2 separate regions of the Anas platyrhynchos genome follow, and region 1 is linked to region 2. A link is a contact called in public Hi-C data. All regions are on one chromosome and are shown on one strand. The core of a region is the stretch at or near the end of the contact, and the rest is flanking DNA. Distances in the headings are between cores, read along the strand shown. Region 1 overlaps POMT1 (protein O-mannosyltransferase 1). Region 2 overlaps SETX (senataxin).

Evidence for each region. A called contact is a pair of places that touch in the nucleus more often than the background predicts.
Region 1: a Hi-C map of liver shows a contact between it and region 2, with 3 times the contacts expected there. The contact joins two enhancer-like sites. A contact is called at or near these places in 2 of 8 Hi-C or Micro-C datasets (liver and subcutaneous adipose tissue).

The regions. Positions count from the first base shown.
Region 1 is chr18:9,959,211-9,964,562 of IASCAAS_PekinDuck_T2T, reverse strand. It overlaps POMT1 (protein O-mannosyltransferase 1), which reads left to right. Exons shown (of 21, transcript XM_005013244.6): 14 at 1,057-1,153; 15 at 1,245-1,337; 16 at 1,836-1,956; 17 at 2,328-2,425; 18 at 2,934-3,047; 19 at 3,561-3,687; 20 at 4,330-4,507; 21 at 4,734-5,070. The coding sequence ends at 4,908. Among named protein-coding and RNA genes, the nearest start is that of PRRT1B, 8.9 kb to the right of the region's middle. Within about 2 kb of position 1,697, at least 1 of the 8 cell types and tissues checked has an H3K27ac peak or open chromatin away from gene starts, as enhancers often do.
Region 2 is chr18:9,648,073-9,653,573 of IASCAAS_PekinDuck_T2T, reverse strand. SETX (senataxin) reads right to left here. Exons shown (of 26, transcript XM_038165069.2): 17 at 5,412-5,501; 18 at 4,795-4,866; 19 at 4,052-4,201; 20 at 3,429-3,536; 21 at 2,354-2,541; 22 at 1,907-1,999; 23 at 1,111-1,275; 24 at 513-611. Among named protein-coding and RNA genes, the nearest start is that of SETX, 20 kb to the right of the region's middle. Within about 2 kb of position 3,328, at least 4 of the 8 cell types and tissues checked have an H3K27ac peak or open chromatin away from gene starts, as enhancers often do.

The DNA of each region.
Region 1 (5,352 bases), core at 448-2,947, 310 kb before region 2:
CTTCCCTTATCCTTTGCTCTTCCAAAACCTGTGGCTTGTTCTGCTTTGTTGTGTCTCAGAATAACTGCTCAGGGGTGAAGTGCAGTGACCCTTGCATTCAGATACGCTGCACACACCCTTGTTATTTGTGGATTCTGAAAATGGTGGGGTTAGGAAGGTCCTCACATGGTTACTTAGACAGGCAGTCCCTGGGCCCCAGGGAAACGATGCCCTGTGCTTTATTTATTTTTCTGCAGTTAATTTGACAATTGGATTGTCAAGTCAATTGTGTGTGTCACTGAACACTCCCCGTTCAGTGCCTGCTTGCTGTTTCTGGTCTTCTGTACTGGTGGCCTTTAGAAGGGCTAATGGTGGATTCAGTCTCATTGACGATTTGTGATAATTCTCAGGTTTCTAAATACAGAGTGCCCTTGGGGAGCCATCATCTCTCCTCCTTCACTGCCTCCTCTCCAAAATAGGCAGTATTTTGGGTGACTGTTAACGCAAAGTCATGTAATGGCTCCACTGACTTTGGTGGCATCCACCTGCACATAGGGTGCACTCTGAAAGTCAGGAGGATGTGTATGTGCAGGAATTCATTGTGCTGTGGCTCATTGGCACAGATTCTTGGCTGTTTTGCAGAGGCTGCAGCATGAAATGGTGCCCTGACTGCTGCCCAGAGGGAGTCAGCCTGTACTTGAATATCATGCACACCAGGAAGGGGGGCATCCTGAGCTTGGGCTTTTGCTATGCCCCTTCCAAACCTAGTCTGTTAATTTTTGGAAACCCAAGTGAACAGCATCTCTGTTTGTCACAATCGGTGCTTGTTCTTCAGCCCAGGATGGCAGTTGTCTGCATTGGCTTCCTCTGTGCCTGCTGCTGGCAGCTCTCAGCAGCAGGGAGTGTTCTCCTTCCGCGTAAACAGTGCAGTCTGTGTGAATGGCTCACTTGGGTTATTTGCTTTACTACTGAATCTGCTCTAAGCCAATCCACTACCTTTATGGGTCAATTTATTTTTAACAGGTTTGGAAAATAGTGCTGGAGGATCTGTGAATGCTGATTTTTCTTGTCTTACAGGCATGATGTTGCTGCCCCTCTTAGCCCCCACTCCCAAGAAGTTTCCTGCTATATTGATTATAACGTCTCCATGCCAGCACAGAACCTCTGGAGAGTGGTGAGTAGTCAAAGGGAAGGGAGGAGCTCATCGTTCTCCAGCAGAAACAGCTGAGACAAAATACTAATCAGAAGTCATCTCACTGTCATAGGAAATTGTAAATCGGGAGTCTGACACAGATGTGTGGAAGACAATTCTGTCAGAAGTGAGGTTTGTTCATGTGAACACCTCTGCAGTGCTAAAGGTAAGTGGATTTATATTTATTTGCCTACAGCTTTTCCTCCATGCAATTCCTAATCTCATAAAGTACTGATCACACTCCTCCAAAATGCCTAAACCACATAAAACAAATAAAGAAAACAATAAACTTGCTCAGTATGGTGAAAGGGCAGCATGTGTTTCAGGTGAGTGTACTCATGGCTTCATTCTTTCACAGCATGCAGAGCTGTCCTGCTTCTGAGAAGGCTGTGACCATTGTATACAACTGAGCCTTAAATATTGCCTCAGAAATTGGGGCTGAGTCCGTGTAGTACGTGACAGCAGATGGAACAGTGAAGAATCTCTTCTCAAAGCTTGCCAGAATCACTGACTTTATGGCTGTAGCATTTGTTCAAACGGTATTGCATGGTGACTCTTCACATATTTCCTAGCTGTGATCAGCTGCTCAGTCAGGGCCTAGGAACTTCCAGCCTGAGGTTCAGATTGGCACGACTGTAAGTTTAAAATCATCTTTCACTTTCAGCTCAGTGGAGCATCTTTACCTGAGTGGGGATACCGGCAGCTAGAGGTGGTTGGAGAGAAGCTGTCCAAAGGCTACCACCAGAGCATGGTGTGGAATGTGGAAGAGCACAGATACGGGAAAAGTACGTCTCAGCCGTGTTCTGTTAATTTCGTGTTCAGCTAATTTCTGTGACTAAGGCTAGGGCTTCCTGCAGTGGGGCGTTGGTGGAAGGACTCAGTTTGGTGGAATTACCTTGGAGACAAAGCGGGGATGTTCCCAGGATCACTGACATGGGGATGTCCACACTCAGACGCAGTAGTGGGTCTAGACAGCCGTTCAGTGGGCTTTGATTATACCCCGATGTCAGAATCCTTACAAGTCTCTTTAGAGAGCTCCCCCAGATGTAGTGCTGAAATCCTGGAGTGTGAGGAGCTAAGGGTATAACACACGGGTGTTCCCCTTTCTCGGTTTCTAGCTGTTATGTTATTTCTGAGACATAGTGTTTTCTTCCAGGCCAAGAGCAAAAAGAGAGGGAAGTGGAACTCCACTCTCCCACGCAGATGGACATAAGTAAAAACCTCAGCTTCATGGCAAAGTTCACAGAATTACAGGTGAACTTCCTATTCCCTTCATCCTTTCATCTGCTGCAGTAACCAAAGCTTTTCTGCAGACTCTGAACCTGAGAATTCCTTGGTTCTGCCTTGCTGATAGAGTAGTTTGGCTTCCTCACCGAAAAGACAAATAAATTATGAATGCACTTGGGCATTAGATGACAGCACAACTGTCATTACTGTTAGAACTGTGTAAAAAAAAAAAAAAAAGGGGGGAGGAAGAGCAGTTGGGCATGCTAAGTTCTCTGCAGCTGAACTGCAGCATTGTGTTGTGTAAGGTCATTAGTCTCGCTGCCCCTTACTAACATTTCAGAAATTCACTAAGAAAAGTTCATTATATAAGAACAAATAAAACAGTTTTATGGATAAATATCCAGTAAGAAATATGAAAAATAATTCTCCAATCTCAGGTTAGGAACTTACCATCTTAAATCTGAAGTTGTTCATCTATGCCTGCTGTCTGGGTCATCGTTCTAATTCCAAAAGCCTTCTGTTTACTTTTTGCTAGTGGAAGATACTCACACTGAAAAATGAAGACACGGAGCATAAGTACAGCTCCTCTGCTCTTGACTGGATCACAATGGATACAAATATTGCCTACTGGCTACATCCGACCTCTGGTGTAAGTACAAGAGGTGGGAGAAAATGTGAACCTGGTGAAGGAAGCAGGCTTCAGTTCATGTGTGAGTGCGAGCAGGGTTGCAGTTCCAGCCAAGGAGGTGGTACTGTGCCAAGAATTTTTAACGTTTCAAAGCAAACATTCTTTTTCTGAGGGGTGGGAACGTGTTTTTTGTTTGTTTGTCTTGTGATACAGCTATGACTGTGATTTATTTTAATTAAATCATGTCATCTTGCACTTTTTTAAAAAAGGAAAACTGCACTTTAATAGTTTTCATTACTAATTCCATTTAGAAGACGATTTCATCTCCAGTAGTATATTTTAACTGCTGTACTTCACAAAAGAGTCTTAAAGCAGCAAAGTTTATCTGCTTGCTTCATTCCAGGAAAGATCAGACTACTAGCCAGGCACAAGATGAAGTTTAATTTAGCAACTACGTGTAGGTAATATTTGAGCTTACCTAAAAGAACTGCAGCATATTCCTTCTTCTGGCTTAGACCATCTTCTATCCAACAGGCCCAGATCCATCTCCTTGGGAACGTTCTCACCTGGGCTTCAGCTAACGTTGCTGCTGTGATCTATGTGTGTCTGTCCCTGTGGTACTTGGTACGACGAAGGAGAAAAATTTATGACATTCCTGAAGGTCTGACTCCACTGGGGGTGGCTTTTGATCTATTAAACTTTAACAGACCCAAAACCACTTTTTTTTTTTCAACTATGTGCTTGGCAATTACCTTTTCCTGCCCTTTAACTCTGACATTTTTATTTGGGACACACAAAAGTATAAAGCATCCCCTTTTTCCCCCTAAAGCCAGCATAGCATTTGAGTCATTCCCTGGACGTAAAAGAGCTCCAGGCACCAGATTTACTTTCTACTGAGATATTTTGTGCTAGATATAAAAATAATAGAAATAAATATTTGCTGTATGGGGAGGGATTTATTTTAGATACAGTATTTCCAACAGAGGTTCCATCTCCTCCATGTGGCCAGGCAGTTCTATGCTGACCTTTCTGGCGGTATATTCTGTTGACATGCTGTGATTCTGCTTCATGTTGGCAGTATTCTGTCTTGATGGGTATGTCATAAAGGCACGGAAAAAGAATTGTAACCATTCCCTTCAGTTTAAGTGTGGTAAAGTTAAAAGTCATACTACCACAAACTATTAAAAAACAAAACAAGGCAAAAGAAAACACATTGTAAGTGGATGGCCTTTTAGAAACTTTAATTTCCAGGGCCTGTGCTTTGAGATGATCCAAGTCAGAGATGTTCTCCTGTCTCCCGCAGATGCATGGCAGCTGTGGGTATCAGCTGGGGAGATCTGTGTTGGAGGCTGGGCTGTGAATTACCTGCCCTTCTTCCTGATGGAGAAGACGCTTTTCCTGTACCACTACTTGCCTGCCCTCACGTTCCAGATTCTCCTGATTCCCATTGTATTACAGCATCTCAGCGATTATCTCTGCAGGTATTTTATTTGTACAGATAGACAAGTGGCATGTCTTTTCTCCAGGGTTGGCACCTTGGCAAGCTGCTGCAGGAAACCAGTGGGTTTTTGAGTTTTTGTGTGTGTTTTTTTTTTCCCCCTTTCATTTTCCTTTAGAAAAGATAAGCCATATTTACGTCTTCCTTTTGGACGGAGCATTCAGCTAGCATTGGTGTAACTTCACTGCTCTTTCCTTCTCTCGTCCCAGATCGCTGCTTCCCAAGACCATGTTCAGAGCACTGATCGTAGCCTGGTTCTCATCAGTGTACCTCGTCTACAGCACATTCAGCCCTGTGACCTACGGGGAGCCCTCGCTGTCTGTTGCTGAACTCAAGGACTTGCGCTGGAAGGACAGCTGGAACATCCTTATCCGAAAACAGTAACACTCCCAGTCTTGTTACAGGCACAAGGAAACACACCTTTTATGCAAAGCCAAGAATTTGCTGTTAGTATTGCAGTCTTTTTTAAAGGCTGATCAAATAAGTGCTAGTAATCTGCATCTAATTAGGAAAAAAATCTTTTATTAAAGAATACTCTTACAGATAGTAAGAGTAGCTCCCTCTTTCCCCCATCCCTCTGGGTCTGAAGGGTGTGGATTTCAGTCAACAGCAAGTTATCAGTAACCCAGATCCTTTGCTGGGCAAAGTACATTGTAAGGGGTTTTCCTCTTTTCTGGGAGTATGGTGATGGTTTTGTGCTCTGTGTTCACTTGGGGCCATTTTGTGTGTTTCCCACCACCTACACACTTTGGTCTGCAATTCATTGTTGCAACAGAAGTCCCTACAAACAGCCACTCCTGATCGTATTGGGTACTTTCCTATTCTCTT
Region 2 (5,501 bases), core at 2,079-4,578:
ACTTTCTACAAATCTCAAGTCCATTAATCTGTGAATTAAAGATGTAGCTGCTCTGATCACATTCCTAACAGCCTATGTAACTAGTCAGCAGTACTTTTACGGACGGAATGCTACATTATCAGTAAAGTGACAGTCACAAAAAAAAGGATTTAATTTTAAGAGAGCTTAAAATTTAAGAAAGTTACAATATAGAGCAAAAGATACAAAAAAACCTGCAGCAGTACTACACATAGAAGTTTCCAAGACCAATCCTGCCATAACAAAACAGTGACAGGCTAAGACAGACAGGCAAATTCATCAGCACATAATGCAGAACAATGCTTAGCATTTTCCATGTCCCTTTTGTTTGGAGATCCCAACGCAGTAACATCAATTCCCGCATTATAATAGCTTTTAATCTGCTGGCTGTAGCGACTTGTTCTCTAATAACTTTTCTAGTAATCATATTTAAAAACAATGGCAATATAGTGTCATTAAATATGGGAGTTGCAAAGCACTGAAGAAAGACATACCCAATTGATCCTCTAGTGCTGTTTGCCCGGACACACGTCACTATGATGCAGTCTTTCTCTCGTCCCTGGAACGCATCCACTGTATCTACTTCTCCTGGGCTGTTGAAGAAAAAAATATCGAACAGTTAAATTGTTAGTTGGATTTTTAAGCAACACGCTGACGCAAATGCCATAAACTACTCTGAATGATCAACTGTCAAAATTATCCAGACCAAAGTTTCTGATTCTAAACTTAAAAAAAGATTTCATGTATGAACATAAAAGAAAGTTTGTTTTTCTGAGGCCAGGATCATTGCTGAAAAGCTCTTTGGTTCCACATAGGTTGGAACTTTATATTTTCTTTCAAGCCTGCTTTACGCAAAAAAGCATAAATGAAAGGATATAATGAAAGCACAAACACAACCAATGACTAAGAAATGGTATGAAAAGGCCACGTCAATTTTAAGAGGAAATGCTTGGAACATCCCCGTCTGAAGGCCTAACCAAGTTCCGATTTTGGCAGAGAGAAGTTTGAGAGTTTTTGCCATGGTATTAAAGGGTGAGGAAAGGACTAACAGGCAAGAGCTAAGAGTCATTTGAAACCTCGTGGTTTCTTTACCCGTTATTCTTAAACACTCTGTCCAGTTCTTCTTGAATTTTCTTCTTCTGTGCGCTGTAAGGGGTAATTATTCCAATGCGACGAAGACCCAGATCCTTCCGTTTTTCTTTAATTGTTTTAATTAATTCTATCACCAGCTTCACTTCCTGGGGATTGCTAAAAGACCTAGACAAGAGAGAATGGAAACATTAAAGAATTACGTTTGACAGCTTTTGAATCCGACTCTTCAGCCCAACTGGAAGGCGAATTTTGAGTCAAAAACATGATTTTGAACTTTTGGAACCCCCCTTCATATACATACTCAAAAGACCTTTCCAACAGGCCCTGACAAGGGACTAACAATGAGAATGCTAGCAGCAAAGGGCTACATTTCATGTTCCCTTAAAATTATACAGCTTTGCTTGCCTTACAGAATATACAAAGGGGAGGACTGAGCCTGCCATCTTCTGGCCTTACCAAGGCACGCAGCTGTGAAAAACAAATGACTGATAAAATAATCAGAAAGTCAAACTGTTACTAGAGTTAGCAGAGACTGTCTACTAGATGCAAGTGAATCCCAAGAGTCAAAGCAGGATTAAAACTAGTTTCATATTAAAACTTAATACCTACTTTTATTAAAAAAAATAAAATAAAATAAAATAAAATATATATACACATAAATTAAATAAAATTAAGTTGAAAATGCAGTTCTGACTACTTGATGCATATTGGGAACAAGAGGAAAGAAGACAACGCTTCTGCAGGCAACTGTTTCTCAGCAAGTCTAAAATTTGGCAGAGTGGATTACAAGACTTACTCATTGTCTCGCTCCTCGCGACCATCTCCTACATCAAAAACAAGGTAGGGCTGGAACGGCCAGTCTGAAGAACATCTGTTCTCTTCTGTTGCTCTGTAAACAACAATCTTAATACTAAGTAACCACAAAAAATCCTAAAAACTGATACATCATTTATTTCTCATCAGCATTCTAAATTACCAGCAACATTCAGCTTTCAGTGCCCTTAATTTTCACTGTTACCTGCACATACTGAGACCTAAAAATGAACTCTGTGTAGTAAGGAGTATGCTCTATTTTAAGTGATTTAGTTAACTTAAGTATCTATCATTGAGACAAAATGCAGGTCATCTTCCATTAAGCAACTTCACCCACAACTCCAAGAGTTTTTAGACTAAAAAAAAAATCCCGATTTGAAACTCTTCTCTGAAGTCCCCCTTGCTCAGAAATCAGAACAGAGCTACTCACCTGTCAGTCTTTAGAGCCTTGCCATAAACATAATTGGATGGGAAAAGGCAGATGTCAGGGTGCATCCTGTACTGCACAGTCAGCTGCACAACTGGCAGACTTCGTAAAACATTCTTCTGCACTTGCTCTTCCAGGTGTCTGTGCAGGCGTGCCATCAAGGACTGATCATAGCCATAATCTTGAGCTTTCTGCCAGAGGGAAAACATACGTGATTTCCGTGGAATTAGGTCCCAAATTAACAATAGGAATTTGCTTTCTGGACTTGAAACCATTCAATATTTTCTTTTGAAGTTCTAAATCACTGATTAAATTACAACTATTTGCACTTCAGGTTTTTTTTTTTTGTCTTACTTACTCACTAGATAGCACCAGCATAAATCTGAATTTTGTCAGTGTAGTCCTCAGTAAGACAACTTTCCTTTCTGAGTCACAACATACTAAAATTTTAAGCACAACAACGATGAAAAGGAAGATCTTCCAGGTGGGATCTCTCTAAACAAGCACTCAACATTCAGAAAATTTGTGCTTCTAGAAAAGGCAGACTGCTTTAACTCTTTTCTTTACCAGATGTTCAAAACACCTCCTTACTGTTGGATACAAGAAAGTGTTCCTGTGTTTTCATCCTTAGAAGGCATCTGTAGGGTGAGGAAGTCCCCACACAAACAGGTAGTCTTCGTCCTCCACTGCTTAAGGAACGTGATGCTGGCTGAAGCTCACATAATGATATAACAGAGCCTGCAGCAACAAAATCCACCACAAAGCACTAAGCTGCACTGAAGTTTGTGTTGTCGTAGCTGTTCTTACTGGTGTATGAAATTAGTTTGAAGCTATGCCAGGTAAGTTACAGAAGCTGCACCCACACTTATACATTAGCTTTACTCAAACATCTGAAGACAGCATTGATACGGTCTCCACATACCAGACTAAACAAGAATTGCTTGGCAGGGTAAAATGCTGTAATCTGATACGTAGTGGGACGTGCCACTGAAGTTGTCTTTTACCCTTTTACACATTTTTCATACTGTTCTTGTACTATACCCAATAGATAGTAAGAAAAAATAGTCTGAACACTTACTACTGATTTTACAGTAGGAGGGAGCTGTTTGGGATCTCCAACAAGGACGAGTTTGTTACAGCGATGAATCAGTGGAATCAGTGTTTCAACCTCACAGGACTGCCCTGCCTTTTGTACACATAAACAGGACAAGAAAGTAGAAGTTGTAACCAAAAGAGTGGAGGCAAGTATGGTAAGTTTCCTGTAATACAGTCAGAATTAACTCTGGAATGCTTTTTAAAGTTTTCTTAAAAAAGAGAAAAATAAATAGAAGGATTTTTCCCTAATGAAAACTCCAAACAGATTTTTCTTTTATTATTAAACAGGCAGAGCTTTCCAAACATAAAAATATAACCCGACCACGTAGAAATCTCTATAGCAAGAACCACACTTCAGCCACAATTTTTAAAGTAAAAGATGTCTGCCATAAAAGCACCAAAGAATCAGCAAAAGAAGCAATTAGTAGTTACTTTTTCTTCTCTTTGCTCTACATGGCAGGACAGGCTGGTTACCAGTTAAAATGTGGGAATGAAGCAGTTGACCCACAACATATTATAACAGCAGCCAGTCTCAAGTAACCTAAGCAAAGAACAAGGCACACTTTAAACGTGGAACAAGCTGCAAGTCTAAATAGCTTTACTGACCTCATCCACGATGACACAGCTGAAAGGATCAAGTCCTTGCCGCCAAAACGCATGCTCCATGAGATTTCCTCCGCTTGTGCTCAGCGTGCAGCAGATTATGTCGGACTCCAAGATGATATCTGTCTGTACTTTCTGAGAGTGTCCCCGAACCTTCAAGTGCAACAGGACACCATGTCTCCTCTTTTATTTTAGTGTTTTTGAATCAACTTACAGCAATCTCTAACTGCCTGGACAATTCTAACTGCCAAACAAATCATTTGTATACATCAACCCAGTGGAACTCATCTCCATGACTACAAACAAAAGTCACAAAAGTCAGCTTGAAGCCACCACTTTTCTTAGAAAGGTTTAAACATCTCAGCTCCAGTAGGACCATAATGGACTTGAAAGCAGTGACGAAGATAGATCCTAGTACATGAGGATAGTGGGTACATTTTTATCATCTCCTTTGTGCAGCATGCTGTGTTTCCTTTTAAATTTACCCTCATCTGTTAAGAGTGAATTAACATATCCACATTTTTTCCCCTCCCCAAAACAGAGCCAGAGCGCACCTGTACCTCATACCAGACTAAACATAACTTACTCAGTTTATCTTCTTTATCTCTTTACTTACTACTTGATTTACAAAATGCTCCCAGCTACATCAAATCCAACTCTACACCACACTACAATTAAAGGATACAGAGTATACAAACACATTAGCTGAGGTTTAATCAAGAGCTGCCCTGAAAATGAATTCCTACCTCCTTTAGTTGAGAAGCAAGCTGCTGTCTCTCCTTTGAAAGTCTGCCAATTTCATCATCTATCATTTGATTCTGTGTAGGCAAAAAAGAAACCACATAAATATCAAGAATAATTAACACACATTTGCCATATACCTTTTTTCCTTCCATACTCAATACTACATTCTCACATTCCTGTGCAAACAGAAAAATGGTTTACCAGTAAAAAAAATCTACAATTTCAACACAAATGCCTATTTTTAAAGCAACTAAATTGAAAATTTCAAGTGCAAAACATATCCCAAAGTCTCAGATATTAGGTTGCCTTACTACTTACTTCCACATAAACAAAAACAAAGCTTTGAAGTAAACAATGATTTTAAATCATTAAGCCTTATAAATATGGTTACACTGAAATCAAGTGGTGATAAAACCGTAAGATGACTATTCAGCCCTAGAGCCATAGGTTCCATGACCGAGCAGCTGAGAATACTAGGATAAACAGACAAAATTTATGATATATAAGTTCCTCATTCCATTTCAGAGATGGCTTAAAGGAAGAGTTCTTTACTCTTTGGATACATTTTTAAATACATAAACACAAACAGGATTAAAAATACCATCATCTTATATATTACCTCTCTCTTTTCACATCTGTGCATGGCACGCTGACGAGACAGCTCGTCCAGCTTTTGATCCAGAGCTGCTTTTTTCTTCTGAATATCCTG